Linked DNA regions of Mus musculus: regions 2 and 3 are each linked to region 1. A link is a contact called in public HiCAR-type and promoter capture Hi-C data. All regions are on one chromosome and are shown on one strand. The core of a region is the stretch at or near the end of the contact, and the rest is flanking DNA. Distances in the headings are between cores, read along the strand shown.

The links. Promoter capture Hi-C pulls out the DNA fragments that hold promoters and counts their contacts. HiCAR-type assays count read pairs that join an accessible place to other places.
Region 2: a contact with region 1 is called in a HiCAR-type map of astrocytes, with 5 times the contacts expected there. The contact joins the promoter of Brip1 here to the promoter of Ggnbp2os in region 1. A contact is called at or near these places in 3 of 39 promoter capture datasets (the C10 cell line, hippocampal neurons and pre-B cells), 1 of 484 Hi-C or Micro-C datasets (CD4 T cells), 1 of 115 datasets of contacts at active chromatin or transcription factors (astrocytes) and 1 of 9 other capture datasets (adipose tissue).
Region 3: a promoter capture Hi-C map of liver shows a contact between it and region 1, with 2.6 times the contacts expected there. The contact joins the promoter of Heatr6 here to the promoter of Ggnbp2os in region 1. A contact is called at or near these places in 6 of 39 promoter capture datasets (the 3T3-L1 cell line, cranial neural crest, liver and 1 more) and 1 of 115 datasets of contacts at active chromatin or transcription factors (embryonic forebrain).

The regions. Positions count from the first base shown.
Region 1 is chr11:84,868,063-84,872,340 of GRCm38.p6, reverse strand. It overlaps Ggnbp2os (gametogenetin binding protein 2, opposite strand), which reads right to left and starts at 2,336. Exons shown (of 2, transcript NR_131201.1): 1 at 2,245-2,336; 2 at 710-1,137. It overlaps Ggnbp2 (gametogenetin binding protein 2), which reads left to right and starts at 1,551. Exons shown (of 14, transcript NM_001364114.1): 1 at 1,551-1,736; 2 at 2,269-2,464. The coding sequence starts at 2,372.
Region 2 is chr11:86,198,774-86,203,051 of GRCm38.p6, reverse strand. It overlaps Brip1 (BRCA1 interacting protein C-terminal helicase 1), which reads left to right and starts at 1,859. Exons shown (of 20, transcript NM_178309.2): 1 at 1,859-1,943; 2 at 4,058-4,180. The coding sequence starts at 4,088. Brip1os (BRCA1 interacting protein C-terminal helicase 1, opposite strand) reads right to left here and starts at 1,692. Exons shown (of 7, transcript NR_130959.1): 1 at 1,500-1,692.
Region 3 is chr11:83,751,932-83,756,209 of GRCm38.p6, reverse strand. It overlaps Heatr6 (HEAT repeat containing 6), which reads right to left and starts at 2,573. Exons shown (of 20, transcript NM_145432.3): 1 at 2,269-2,573; 2 at 393-500. The coding sequence starts at 2,487. It overlaps Wfdc21 (WAP four-disulfide core domain 21), which reads right to left. Exons shown (of 3, transcript NM_183249.2): 3 at 3,564-3,716.

The DNA.
Region 1 (4,278 bases), core at 1,087-3,586:
TTTAATTGATAGAATATACTCATACTGTCAGATCAAGAAAAGGAAAATCCAGCTTACAGATTTTCAGATGTACTAATTTAAATAACATTATGCCAGTGATTTACTACCTTATCTAATACAGCCATTATAGTGAAAACAGAGGTATTTTAGCTTGTCAACTGCCTTTTTTTTTTTTTTTTTTTTCATAGCTTGGTTCTTTCCTAGTACCTGGTGTATATTTAATAGTGAAAATTAAAGCTAGTAGCTATATACATATTGGCTCAATATTTGTTACCAAGCATAACCTAAAATTCAATTAATCAAAGTAGGTACATAGATTGTAGTAGTTGTAGACATAAAACACAAGATTCTCTAAAAATGTCCATAGTTTTACTATGTATTTTAACCTGTCAGAAGGTGCGTGAAAAACTGGACTTCAACTAAGGATCGCACTGTTCTGCTTTTAGTATGGCCCAAAGACATATTTACTGGATAATCACACCTTTGGGAACACACAATGGTTCTTCCAGTTTATTATGTCACCTACTCTAACAATGACCACACAATGTCATAAGTCAACAAGGCTAAGGATGCACTGTGGGATTTTTTTTTTTTTTTTTTTTTGGTTGTGACTTGAAAGACTTCATGTGATCAAAATACTTTTAAAGGTCAGTAACAACAGCTTTACCCTATTTTACCAGAAAATATTCGATCTGTCCTTAAGATCTGGTAGTTGTACAAGCAGCGAATGGATTTATTATTAAAACCATCAAGACAAAACATTTTCCATCTTTTTGGCTTTACAATGGACCTCCGTAGACTAGTACCTGAGAACGTGGCAGTAGTCAAGAGTGCAGAGGAAACTCTCTTTACAGCAGCTCTGGTTCTCGGAAGATGGTCAGACCGAAGGGCCTTTGGCCACTATCAGTAACTTTGCCCAAGGGAGTCCCTTAAGTTAATATTAACTCAAGAAGTTCCTTTGGTCGGAAGCTACACATAGACTACAGTTCAGTTTTCTGTCTATTGTAACAACAGATCCTGCACATATTTTCCATCCATCTTGCTGCAGTCCCCATAAGGCGGCCGGCTCTGGGTGAGTCAGGGTAGCAGAGCCCTTTCCTCCAGTCTTACAGGGGTGGAAGTCCGCATGTGTGCAACCTGGAAAACAAGGTCAAAGGTCTCTGCAGTGTCCATTCTCCTAGACCTCGACAGCGCCAGCTCTTCATCGCTCACCCAAGTCTTATCTGGGTTCCCCCCCCCCCCCAGTGGGCTTTCCACCCCACCGGTCTCCAGAGAGCAGATCCCGGGTCGTCACTGGCAGGGACCCCGGCTGCTCCTGCTGGGCCTCCCCACTGGCCCTATTTTCACGCTCGTTTTGGTAAATCCGGGGCACCACGCAGGTCAGCCGAGCGCGACAGCACAGGGGGTTCCCCCCACCCGTACAAGCCGATTTCGAAAGTCGGGACACGAGCGAGGCGGCCGCGGTCTCGCGAGAAGAGGCAGGCCCCGCCTGGAGTTCGCGGCCCCCCCTCCCCGGCCCCACCCTCCCCACGTCCCCCGCCCTCCCTCCCACACTCCCCGTGGCGCGAGCGGCTGACTGAGCCTGGAGAGGAAACGGCAATCGCAGCCGCGCTCCCGCCCAGGCCGGCCCTGACGCGGGCCTCGTCAGCCGGTAACGGGGAGCAGAGGTGGGGGTCAGGGAGGCGTCCTCGAAGTCAGTGAAGGTCAGAACCGAGAGCTCTCTCTCTCCGACCCGGGTGAGGACTGGGGTCTGAGCTCGCCCCCACCCCAACTCTGCAGAGCCGAGGCAGGGTCGACCCCTCCCAGGGGCGGGGTGGCGCCGGGCAACTGCAGCCTAGGGGGCCACCCTGGGCGGGGCGCTCAGCCAGGAGAGAAGGGGTCAGCGGCAGGGGGTGCGGGCTTGGGCTGTGTAGCCGAGGCGGGGATGGGCTTCTGGAGCCCGGACTCCCGAGCTGGGCGGGGATGTCCCGGGGCCAGCAGGTCCTTTTCCGCCTCTCCTTTGGACCCTGACTGGAGGCCGGCGGGCGGGGGGGGGGGGGGTGGGTGGGTGGGGAGGGGGGGTCTGGGTGGGGGAGGGCAGGCGGCGCGAGGGGGCGGGTCCCGGCGCTGCGGGGCGCTGATTGGCTGAGCGCGTGTGGAATCGGGTGATGGGAAACGCAGCGCGGCTCTCCTGTCCTCTCTCGCTCCGCGCCCCCCCACCCCTTTCACCCGTGGCGAATGTGCTGCGAGGTGGCGGGTGCTTACGCTCGCGGGGTTTGGCTGTTGCAGGCAGGAGCTGGGAGGAGGCAGCAGCAGCGGCGGCGGCAGGAGCAGCGGCGGCGGCAGCAGCTGGGAGGAGGTGGTGACGGTGGCAACGGCAGCGTCGGGGACGATGGCGCGACTGGTGGCAGTGTGCAGGGACGGGGAGGAGGAGTTCCCCTTCGAGAGGAGGCAGATCCCCCTCTACATAGACGACACCCTGACGGTGAGCGAGCGGGCTGAGCGGGCCGGGCCGGGATGGGCCCGCTGCTCCCCGGCCTGGCAGCTGTTTCCCCTCCCCCAGGCCGAGCGCTGCGCACTGGAGAAAGAGTGTGTTGCAACTCCTAGGCGAGGCCGCCTCTCCGATGGGCCCCACGAACTCGCCATTGCAGCGGGGCCTCTCGGTACCCTTGGCAGGCCCCAGATCCAGCGCCCCGAAGGCACTTGGAGGTCCCCTGCTCGGGTCTTCCTCCCTCTCCGAACCTTTGGCCTTTAGGCCTGCCTTTGAGACGCTGTTTGCCTAAGCACGCGCCGGGGAGAAGGGTTGAAGGAGCTGGGGCGTTTAGGGCCTGTCCTCTCCAGAAAGCACTTACCCTCCGGGAGGCTCAATTAGTTGAAAATGTCGCAGCTGCATTGTTACCTGTGTGTTTCCCGTTTGAACACTGTAGCTATCTCTACATAAGTGTAATTACTGAGGGCAGAGTGACATTCTCTTGCACAGCGAAGATTCCACCTAAATGATTTGATTTCCTAATACGTCTCACATTGCCTAGTACATTATAATTCTTGAAATGGTTGGGTTAAGCCATGACTCTTCAAAATGGGCCTTCGTGGCATTTTTTTGGTTTACAAGTAGCCCAAGACCAAGTTATTGACTGTAAAGTAGTATGAAGAACTGACTGCTCATTGTGGATAGAAAAACACAAACGTGGGAAGATGGTTGTTTTAAGACTTGGTGTTGGTATACCTTTGCCGACCCCTCTACCCGGTGTTGTAGTACTGTTTCCTTTAAAAGGAAATGGCAGAAATTTGAGTTGATTCTGAGCAGGAAGTAAATGCAGTTGCTTACCACAGTTAAATGAACCTTCTCCGAACAAGTTTTGAAATCTTCATTTTGATGCTGACGCTCCTGGATTTTGCACTCGCCCATTGTGATCTGATGTAGATAAGTCTTCCAGCCTTTGACTTTTTTTCCACTCAAAGGCAGATCGGTTATCTTCCTGAAAAAAAAAAAAGTGTAGTTATGTACTGAAGGTTTTAGCATTTTATGTAAAATGCAAGTCATTGTGGAGATGCCAGTCTGAGCCTTTTTGCCAGTCTCAAGAGCTTCAGTACTTTTAAAAAATTAGGGAAGCTATTGACTGGTTCACTTCGATGGAACTTTGCAATGGAAAGCATGCTTTAAAAAAATAGTCTAATGATTTGACATAAAGTAGAATTTATATTAGAAATTACTTGTATGTATTGGTTATGGTTTCTTATTTTCTTGAATTTTAATTTTAATGGGCTTATATTAAAAATAGTTTTAAAAAAACAAGCTAGAAACCAGTTAAATGATTTTTTTCTCAGTATGATAGTGCTTGGTCATAGTTCATTTGTTATTACCTTCTGTCCCCTTCACCATAAAACCTTAAAAAAACACAGTTTGATAACAACCTTTTTTGTAGTGCATTTTTCCCCCTTAATCCTGAGGTTTGGGTTAATTTTTTTATTAGTATATAATATGAAAACAGAAAACCATTTTAAATTTTGTCTATTTACAAATTTTAAGATAACTTATACTCTCCTTTCACATAACCACCTTTAATGTGAATGTAGCACATTAGTCAATACTTCATAAAGCACTTTTAAGTGAACAGTATGTTACATTCTTGATGATGTGAGTTTCCAGTTTTTTTCATAGATAAACTTACATTATGGTTTAGTGTCACCTGCTTTTGCCTTGTACTGGGTGTCTGAATTTTGCTTTTATTACAGACTCATTACAAAGACAATTTAAGCTTATTTAAATAACTTCAAATAATAGGTATAATTTTTCCT
Region 2 (4,278 bases), core at 610-3,109, 1.3 Mb before region 1:
GGCGAAAGGCCTCCATGAGTCTCTCTAGGAAGGCAGAGGGAGACTCATTCAGCCCCTGTACCACTTCCCTTACCTTAGTCAAATTGGTGGGGCAGTGTGCTGACCCTTTGAGACCTGCCATCAGAGCCTGGCGGTGGACCTTCAGGTGCTCCCTACCTTTAGGGGTGTTGAAGTCCCAGTTCGGTCTGGTCAATGGGAAGCCTGCATCAATATTCCCTGGCAGGAGGGAAGGGCGCCCACCTGACCCCGGGACATGTATCCTAGCCTCAAGGATTCGCTGCTTTTCCTCTGTGGTAAAGAGAACCTGAAGCAGTTGCTGACTATCTTCCCATGTGGGCTGATGGGAGAAGTGATTCAATTAAGTTAATTAGACCTTGTGGATTCTCAGAAAATGAGGGGTTATGAGTTTTCCAGTTATATAAGTCATTGGAGGAAAACGGCCAATACTGAAAGGCTGATGACCTTGTTCATCCGGGGACCATAGGCCGGGAGGGGCAGAATATGGGCACCCTCAGGAGTTGCCTCCACTGTCTCTGAGTCTCCTGAGCAGGTCCCTCTGACCTGGGGAGGGAGGAGGATGGCGAGTCCCCCTGATTCTCCAGGCGGAATGGGCGGGGCCAAAGGCCCTGCAGCTTGAGCTGCATGAGGAGAGAGAGAGAGAGAGAGAGAGAGAGAGAGAGAGAGAGAGAGAGAGAGAGAGAGGATAAAGGGGAGGGAGATAAAGAAGAAGATCAGTATCCGTGGTGGGGAGAACATCTTTCTTGGGCCTATCCTGAAGGGCGAAGATTGGCACAGCCATTGGTCCTGAAGAGGAACCGGGCGAACACAAGGAGGGGGATCGGTGACTAAATCTTCCCACACTATGATATATGGGACCTGATTAGGGTGGCTCTTCGAGCCAGCACCAAAAATGCACCTCTTGACGGACAATATAAGAGGCAGTGAGAAAGAACCCTCAGGAGGCCATCCAATCTGAAAGGTGGGCCACTCTGACGAGCAAAAAGTAAACCATTTATTTTTCTTCACATTTACTGAGAGATTGTGAGCTCTAGTCTTAACCTCCCTCCAATGTTCTAGAGTAAAACTCGGAGGGGTGGAAGGTCAGTGTCCCATTCTGTCCAAAAATAACGTCAGTCCCAGTCCACACACAAAAAGAAAAACAGAAAGTAAAATACCAACGCGCCCCTGCCACGAGCGCCACAGAAGATACACTGAATAACTTGGTAGTGGTCTCTTTGCCACTGACCCCCAGATGAAGTCGAGCCCTCCCGGATCTCGCGGATCGGATCCGACTTCCCACTCTGAGAGTCTGGAGCGTCCTCCAGGACTCTTCGTTACCGCAGCGTTAAGGTCGCTTCTGGCAACCCCCGGCAGACAACTCCTTTGCAAACCGAAACCAAACTGACTTGCAGCCGACTCAAAATAGAGGGAACAGACGGAATAGACGCGCGGAATAGACGCACGCCAAGGGCGGACACAAAGAGACACAGCCGCGGTACCTGCTCGAACAATCCTCCGGTCTCCTGTCACTGGACCCGCCAGCAGGACGATTCCCGGTCAATGCACCAAATGTAAGACCCGTCTAACGCCCATTTTGTGCTTCTTAAAGTCTCACAGTACAAGAATTTTTTTTTTTCCTTCAAGCAAATGTGCGGAACTTGTCCCAGTCTTTTTCGCGGGGTGGGGTTTGGGGGAGGGGCGGTGCTCGTCTTCCGGTCCCGCCAAGTACTCGAGGGTTGATTTTACTTCGCGGGCTCCCATTGGGCGGTATAGCGTTGGCCTCGTACGATGATTGGCTGTTTCCTTTTCCGGTCTGGCTGTGTGATTGGCTGACTGGGAACCGAGGGGCGGGAGGCGCGAATTCATCTGTGTGGCGCTGCGGAGTGCAGCCTGGAGAGGGAGGAGTGGCTGTACCTTGGTACCTGGCAGCGTCGGAACAGCCGGTGAGGGAGGACTTTCGTACTCGCGAGCTTTCCTTGTAGGTCGGCTCCGCGTTGCCTTCTGTCAAACGTCAGCCGTTCCTTTTCTCTGGGAGCGGGAGCCAGCCGTGGGCAAATGGAAAGGAGGGCGCGGGGAGGGGACGGGCTCCTGCAGGCTGGCGCCGGCGGGCTCTCGGGCTCTATGGTGTGGCTCCCCGTGGACATGTGAGAACTAGGAGCTTGGGGAAGGAAAGCTGAGGGCCAGGGAGCCTGTCCTTACATTCTGTGAACGCAGGCTGGAGGTAGCCCCAGCTTCCGCGGTACTTCTGGAAGGGCTACAGATTTGTTAACCCGCCCCCCCCCCCCCCTTCTCTTAAAGAGACAGGGTCTCACCCTCCAGCTCTGGCTGGGCTGGAACTCGGAGTGCAGACCTGGCTGCCCTCGATCGATCGTACAGAGATCCACCAGAGATTGTTGGGGGCCAGAAGAATTGCGCCACCACATCCGGAAGTGTGATTGTCTGATGAGTTTTGAGAGGAATGTTGCCACAGCTTCAGGCATAGATTGCCATCTCGATTAATTTTAGTAACACAATATTGAGTTTTTGCTTCAGAATAAGCTGTTAGAGTCCATTAAACCTCAGAGGTTTACAGATAAAAATCAGTGATTGGATACTTTTTCTAACAATATCTTTTATTTATTCTTTGATAGTTTATGCATATATACAAAGTATCTTGACCTATCCCCAGTACATCCTTCACACTGCTTCGGGACCCCTTCACACGCCCCTCCCACCCAATGAGTCCAATTAGTACTGCCTGATGGGATGTTGACAGGTCTCCTTGGCTTGATTTTATGCAGGTCTTGTCTGACAGAACAATATTTAGAAATGAAAAATAACTTAAGAGTGGTGGGTTTTTTGGAGCACAGAAGCTGTGGTTAAAGTTATTGACTTCATGACCTGTTGTACCTTCTGTCTTAACCATCTCCATTCACAGACTGAGTTTACCAGATTTTCTCACCACTGTCGAAATTCTTCAGTCAATAAAAGTGTCTGGGAGGTTAGGTGATGCAAACAGTGGGATTTAAATCTATTTTGTTTCAATTATAATCTCCTGATTTCAGAATTACTGAGCTGACTCAGCAGGTAAAGGACTCAACCGAGCTAGCAGTGTTTAATTCCTGAGACCCACATGGTGAGAGGAGGGAACCTATTCTGTCTCCAGAACACTGTCTTCTCACTTCCACACACGTGTCATGCCATGCGGGTTCTCCTCCCCCAGTAAACTAAAAGATGATTTAAAAAAAATTAAGTGAATTTCTGTGGAAAGATACTTTCTCCCTTACAACAATTTTTAAAGTTAGATATTATTGCAGAAAAGAATTTTAGACTTACAGGTGAAAAATGTTAAGTCATAGATACAACCTGTGCTTCCTGCCCATTCATCTGCCTTTTCCTTCTAACTGGGAGAGTGTGAAAAGGGCAAACAGGAATGTACAGAATAAGAGGAAACAGTGAGGCTATGGAATAGCAGAGCTGCTTCAGAAATCTGTTGTATCTATAAGTTGAATATATGTAATCAAACTTGTTATAGGAGCTTGTGTTTCATCTGCCATGTACAGTATGTTTTTACATTATTTAACTTTTACAGCAGTCTTATAAGGCTTGTTTCTGTTAGGACTCCTATTCTGTACCTGAGGACATGGAGTTCTAGAAAAGTGACTTGCCTTACATCATAACTAATACATCATGGAGTGCCAGTCTAGACTGGTCAGACTCTAGTACGTATGTGCTCTTGACCCTGAGATTTATTTATAAGGATAAGATTTTTTTTTATTTCTATTACTTTTATATATGTGCTTATTAATTCCAGTTTTTATTATCAGACTTCAGCTCTATTGCTAGGTGTCTGGTTTTCTTTGAATGACATTATTTCGATATGTAAACTGTAATCCTTTTTATATTTGTGAGTGTATGTGTGGATGGCTATGCCAGGTAAATGCAGGTTATTGCAGAAGCCAGATAAGGTTGTGGGAGTCCTTGGAGCTGGAGTTACAGGCATTTGTAAGGTGCCTGATGTGGGCTCTGGGAATCCATCTCGCCAACCCTTCTACTGATTTTATTGTTTCTGTTGTAGTGAAGCACCTAAAGTAGAGAAGAAGGCAGAATGTCCTCAGTGTTGTCTGACTACACCATCGGTGGGGTGAAGATCCACTTTCCCTGTAGAGCGTATCCAGCACAGCTTGCGATGATGAATTCTGTAAGTCTTTTACAGCAGCTGAGTCTTTACCAAGAGGCTGTGGCTTGTGATTCCAAGTATACATTGAATTTGTGACTATTCACAGGTATAAAATGATG
Region 3 (4,278 bases), core at 1,324-3,823, 1.1 Mb after region 1:
TGGTCAGTTGCATTTGGATATAATGATGTACTCTTACTAAGCACTGGTTTTGTTTTGGTTTTGTTTTGGTGGTACTGATGCTGGGATTGAACCCATGGCCTCATGTCTGCCAGGGGGCTAAGGCTCTAAGTGAATGTAATTCACTGAGTTACATTCCCAGCCCAAGACATTTTGCTTTTCCAGGCTTTTCAAAAGATTAGACAACTGACTTGGGTGTAGCAACAAACATCTGCAATTCCAACACTTTAAAAAGTGAACACAAAGATCAGAAAGTTCTCGGGCCAACCGGAGCTCAGATCCCGTCTCAGAACAAAACCAAAAGGTGAGCCTATCAGATCTACAACGGGTGTGGTATTCCCTGATCTGAGCCTTCAGGTTACATACAGGATTACCTGTAATCTGTTAAGCAAACGATGGATCAGTTGACACACTTTGCTCACAAGGTGATTCTGGTTAAGAGGCACCAGCTGACAAGCTCGCACAAGAAGAGCACTGACATCCTATTAAAAAAAAAAAGGAAAACAAAGATAAATGCACCTGTTAGCCAAGTGAACATCCCCAAATCCCATAGTCAAACGGAAAAGCTCACTGACTGTTCCACACTCAATGAGAAAAAAAAAAATATCCGAGTCAAAGATGAGGCAGAAAGTGGGGGCTGGAGGAATGAAGTTAACAAAAATTTGTTAGGACTAAAGGAAAGGAAAAGCGCTTTTTACCATACAGTGCTATTAAATAAATGCCAACACAGAAACGCACATGCTACAGCTACAGCTAAAAATACCAAATGAGCCAAGCATGCAATGCTATTGGGCAAATCAGAAATAACACTTACACACACACACACACAGAGAGAGAGAGAGAGAGAGAGAGAGAGAGAGAGGGAGAGAAAGAGAGAGAGAGAGAGAGGAGAGGATGCTATCCACAGATTACACCATCTACAGATGCTTAATGAACAGAAAGGCTCTGGGCATATAGTACGTGTCAGGCAGTAGGCTAGGTATTTTTTTTTTTTTTTTTTTTGACTCCAAAGATGAACCAAACACTTCCCTGAACCACAGAGAACTTGTCTCCTCGAGAGGGAGACAGAAAGATAACAAAGAAGATCTGAAGAACAAATAGAACTTTGCCAGACAGACAAGTAATCAAAGAACAAGGGGAGGGGATGGAGTGGGGGAACTCTCAGAGATGCGCAATGTCCTCAGGTGCCTGAACCCGAGGCACCAAGTGCCAAGTGACTGAACCCAAGAGGAGAACAAGGAGAGAAGAATGGAAAGGCACACATTTTGTTGTTGTTGTTGTGCAAAATAGCCAAGTATATAAATAAAAAGCTCCCTTAATTTCACTTAGTTCCACTCTGCTCCCTTATCCGTGGTGAGCTGCTCGGGATTCTTTTCCCCTTTACATCCTTAAGCCCCATATTTTTCTCTTACTGTTTGGCCGCTTGCTTCTGCCATTTGCCAATATACATAGAAAATCTCTGATTATGCGTACACTTGTATGCGTTTTGTTTGTTTTTTGTTTTTGTTTTTCCAATAGCAGACTCTGGCAAAGAATAGTCTGGAATGGGGCTAGAATAGAGGAAGATCAGTGAGAGACTAGGGAGAGAAGAGTGTGAACTGAGAAACATGTTTGAGACAGACTGAAGAATTTTAATCCAACAGGCTCCAGGGTAAAGAAAAGAAGCAGTGTGCATGCCTTGTGTGTATTTGGGGTGGGGTAGGGTAGAATGAATAGGGGATTAGGAGTATGGGAGACAATGTATTCATCTATACGAGCTATCAAGTTTGAGATGCTCGCAGGTAGGACTGGCTCAGGGGTTCTGGGAATCAGTGATATACAAGAGCGGATGTGTATGAATGAGATGATCCTGACAGGAGAAGTGGAAGCAAACGAGAGCTAGTGCCGAAACAAAACAGAAAATACAGGCCTTACGACAAATTTAGGTTCCAATCTAGCTCTGCCATTTGCCCAAACCGTGACGCTGGATCTCTTGTGAGCTTCAGTGCGTACATCAGCGAAATCAACTAAGACTACCCTCGCTCCGACATTCCCGGAGTCGCTCACCAGGGATGGCAGCTGAGGGCGTCAGAGCAGAAGCCTTTGAAAAGATGCTGGCTTGCAAGCTTTCAGATGGAGGGCAGAGAGATATGGCACGGACCGAGGGAGAAAGCCAGCCTGGAACTAAGTCATCCGGGACGTGGGTGAGAGCCGGAGGGGCCGGAGGGAGGAACCAGCCGTTGTCCGGGCAGGATGAGGCGCGCCGCCTACCTCGGGGGCCACGCCGCCGCCCTCGCTGTAGTTCTCGGAGATGAGCTGGTCGAAGAGCAGGTGAATCTCCATGCGGGACACGGTGCTGTCATCCGGCTGCAGCGCGCGGAGCCTGGCAGACAAGCGGCGGAACCCATCGTCCTGCTCCGGCGACAGTTCCCGCGGGGCCTCTCGCGGCTGCCCACAAGGAAGAGAGGCGGCGACCTGCACCGCCGCCATTTTTCCTCCGTGAGAAAGCCTGGGAAATACTTCCGGGGCACCGCTTGGGGCAGGGCCTGGGTGTGTGCTCCAGTTCCGGAAAGCCATCATTTGAACTGTAGGTTGCAAGTCGTTCTGTGATTAGGATAGGTAAAAGGCAGCAGAAATAAGGCCACCCACCACCCCTTACCCTCTCAGAAAGTTTGCTCTTGGGCAGGGCTGACGTTGCTAGAGTTTCAGATTCTGGCTGGAGTTGGAGAGCACTCTTCTACATGGCAGTGACAGAAAAGTGAGCTATATGGCTTCCTTCTACTCTTGATGTTCTGATAGGACACAAGCTGGAGTTATCACAGAGAAAGGAGCTTCAGTTGGGGAAGTAAGTGCCTCCATGAGATCCAGCTGTGGAGCATTTTCTCAATTAGTGATCAAGGGAGAAGGGCCCCTTGTGGGTGGGACCATCTCTGGGCTGGTAGTCTTGGTTCTATAAGAGAGCAGGCTGAGCAAGCCAGAAGAAGCAAGCCAGTAAGTAACATCCCTCCATGTCCTCTGCATCAGCTCCTGCTTCCTGACCTGCTTGAGTTCCTGTCCTGACATCCTTTGGCGATCAACAGCAATGTGGAAATTGTAACCTGAATAAATCCTTTCCTCCCTGACTTGCTTCTTGGTCATGATGTTTGTGCAGGAATAGAAACCCTGACTAAGACAAAAACTTAACGTATTGACATTAGTAGCTTTTTCACGATTAGGATTAGATAACTGAGAGGAACAGTTTAAAGGAAGGAGGATTTATTATTATTATTATTATTATTATTATTAATTTTTTGGTGCACTATTTTAGGTGGTTTAAGGCTATGCTTGACTGAATCTGCTGCTTTGTAGTAAAGGAGAATGATCGTGACAGCAGGGGTATTTGGTTGAGGCTTCTCACCTAAAGCAACCAGGAAACAACAAGAAACATGTCAAGCCCAGGACAAAATACCCCGTTGACCTATCTCCTCCAGCATGGCCCCTTCTTCCCAAACAGTACAATCAACTATGGACCAGGGAGACGTGTCATATTCAAACCATAACAACCTCCAAGAAAATAACTCAAGAAGTGTTGAGACTTTTACATTAATGATTTATTAAAAGAAACAACTCCTTGTCCCACTCCACTGTGCTGCTTGTAATCTCCATACATGGCCTCCATTTTCAACTGTTTTCTTGGTCACAGAGCTCCAAACAGACACATTTTTTTTTCCAGGTAGAAGCTATAGGAAGAAATGAACAGTAATCAGGGAAGATGGCCTTTGAGAAAATTCTTTGTTGGAGAAATAGATATAAAAATTATACACGAGACCTGCTGTTTTGGGTACCTGGCTACTGCCCAGAGTGCAATGAGAAACATTAGATCTTGATGCTGGAAATCCATAGCACCATCAGAAAGCCAGAAAGCACTACAGGTGGGCTGGATAGATAAATACTCTGAACATGAACACTTTGGTGCTGGGGGCCAGCCCCGGTGGGGTCTTCTTTCTTGTTGGTTCTCCTTGAGGTAGCAGAGGGGGGAAGATCACTGGCGGAGGGTACGACTTTTGTCTTGTGAGATATTTAGGGTTGTAGTATAATAATTAAAAGTTCACTTATGTAAGTCCAAGTTACTGTGCTACTGTAGCTGACCTGCCTTCTATGTTCCTGAGGCCAGAAACTGCAGTCTCTGGCACTTAGCACCTCATCCTAAAACAGCAGGAGATTAAGTAAAGGATTAATTGCTAGAACCTTTTCCCTTTTGTTCAGATGCCTCTTGCTTGTCAGGCTATTGAACAATAAACT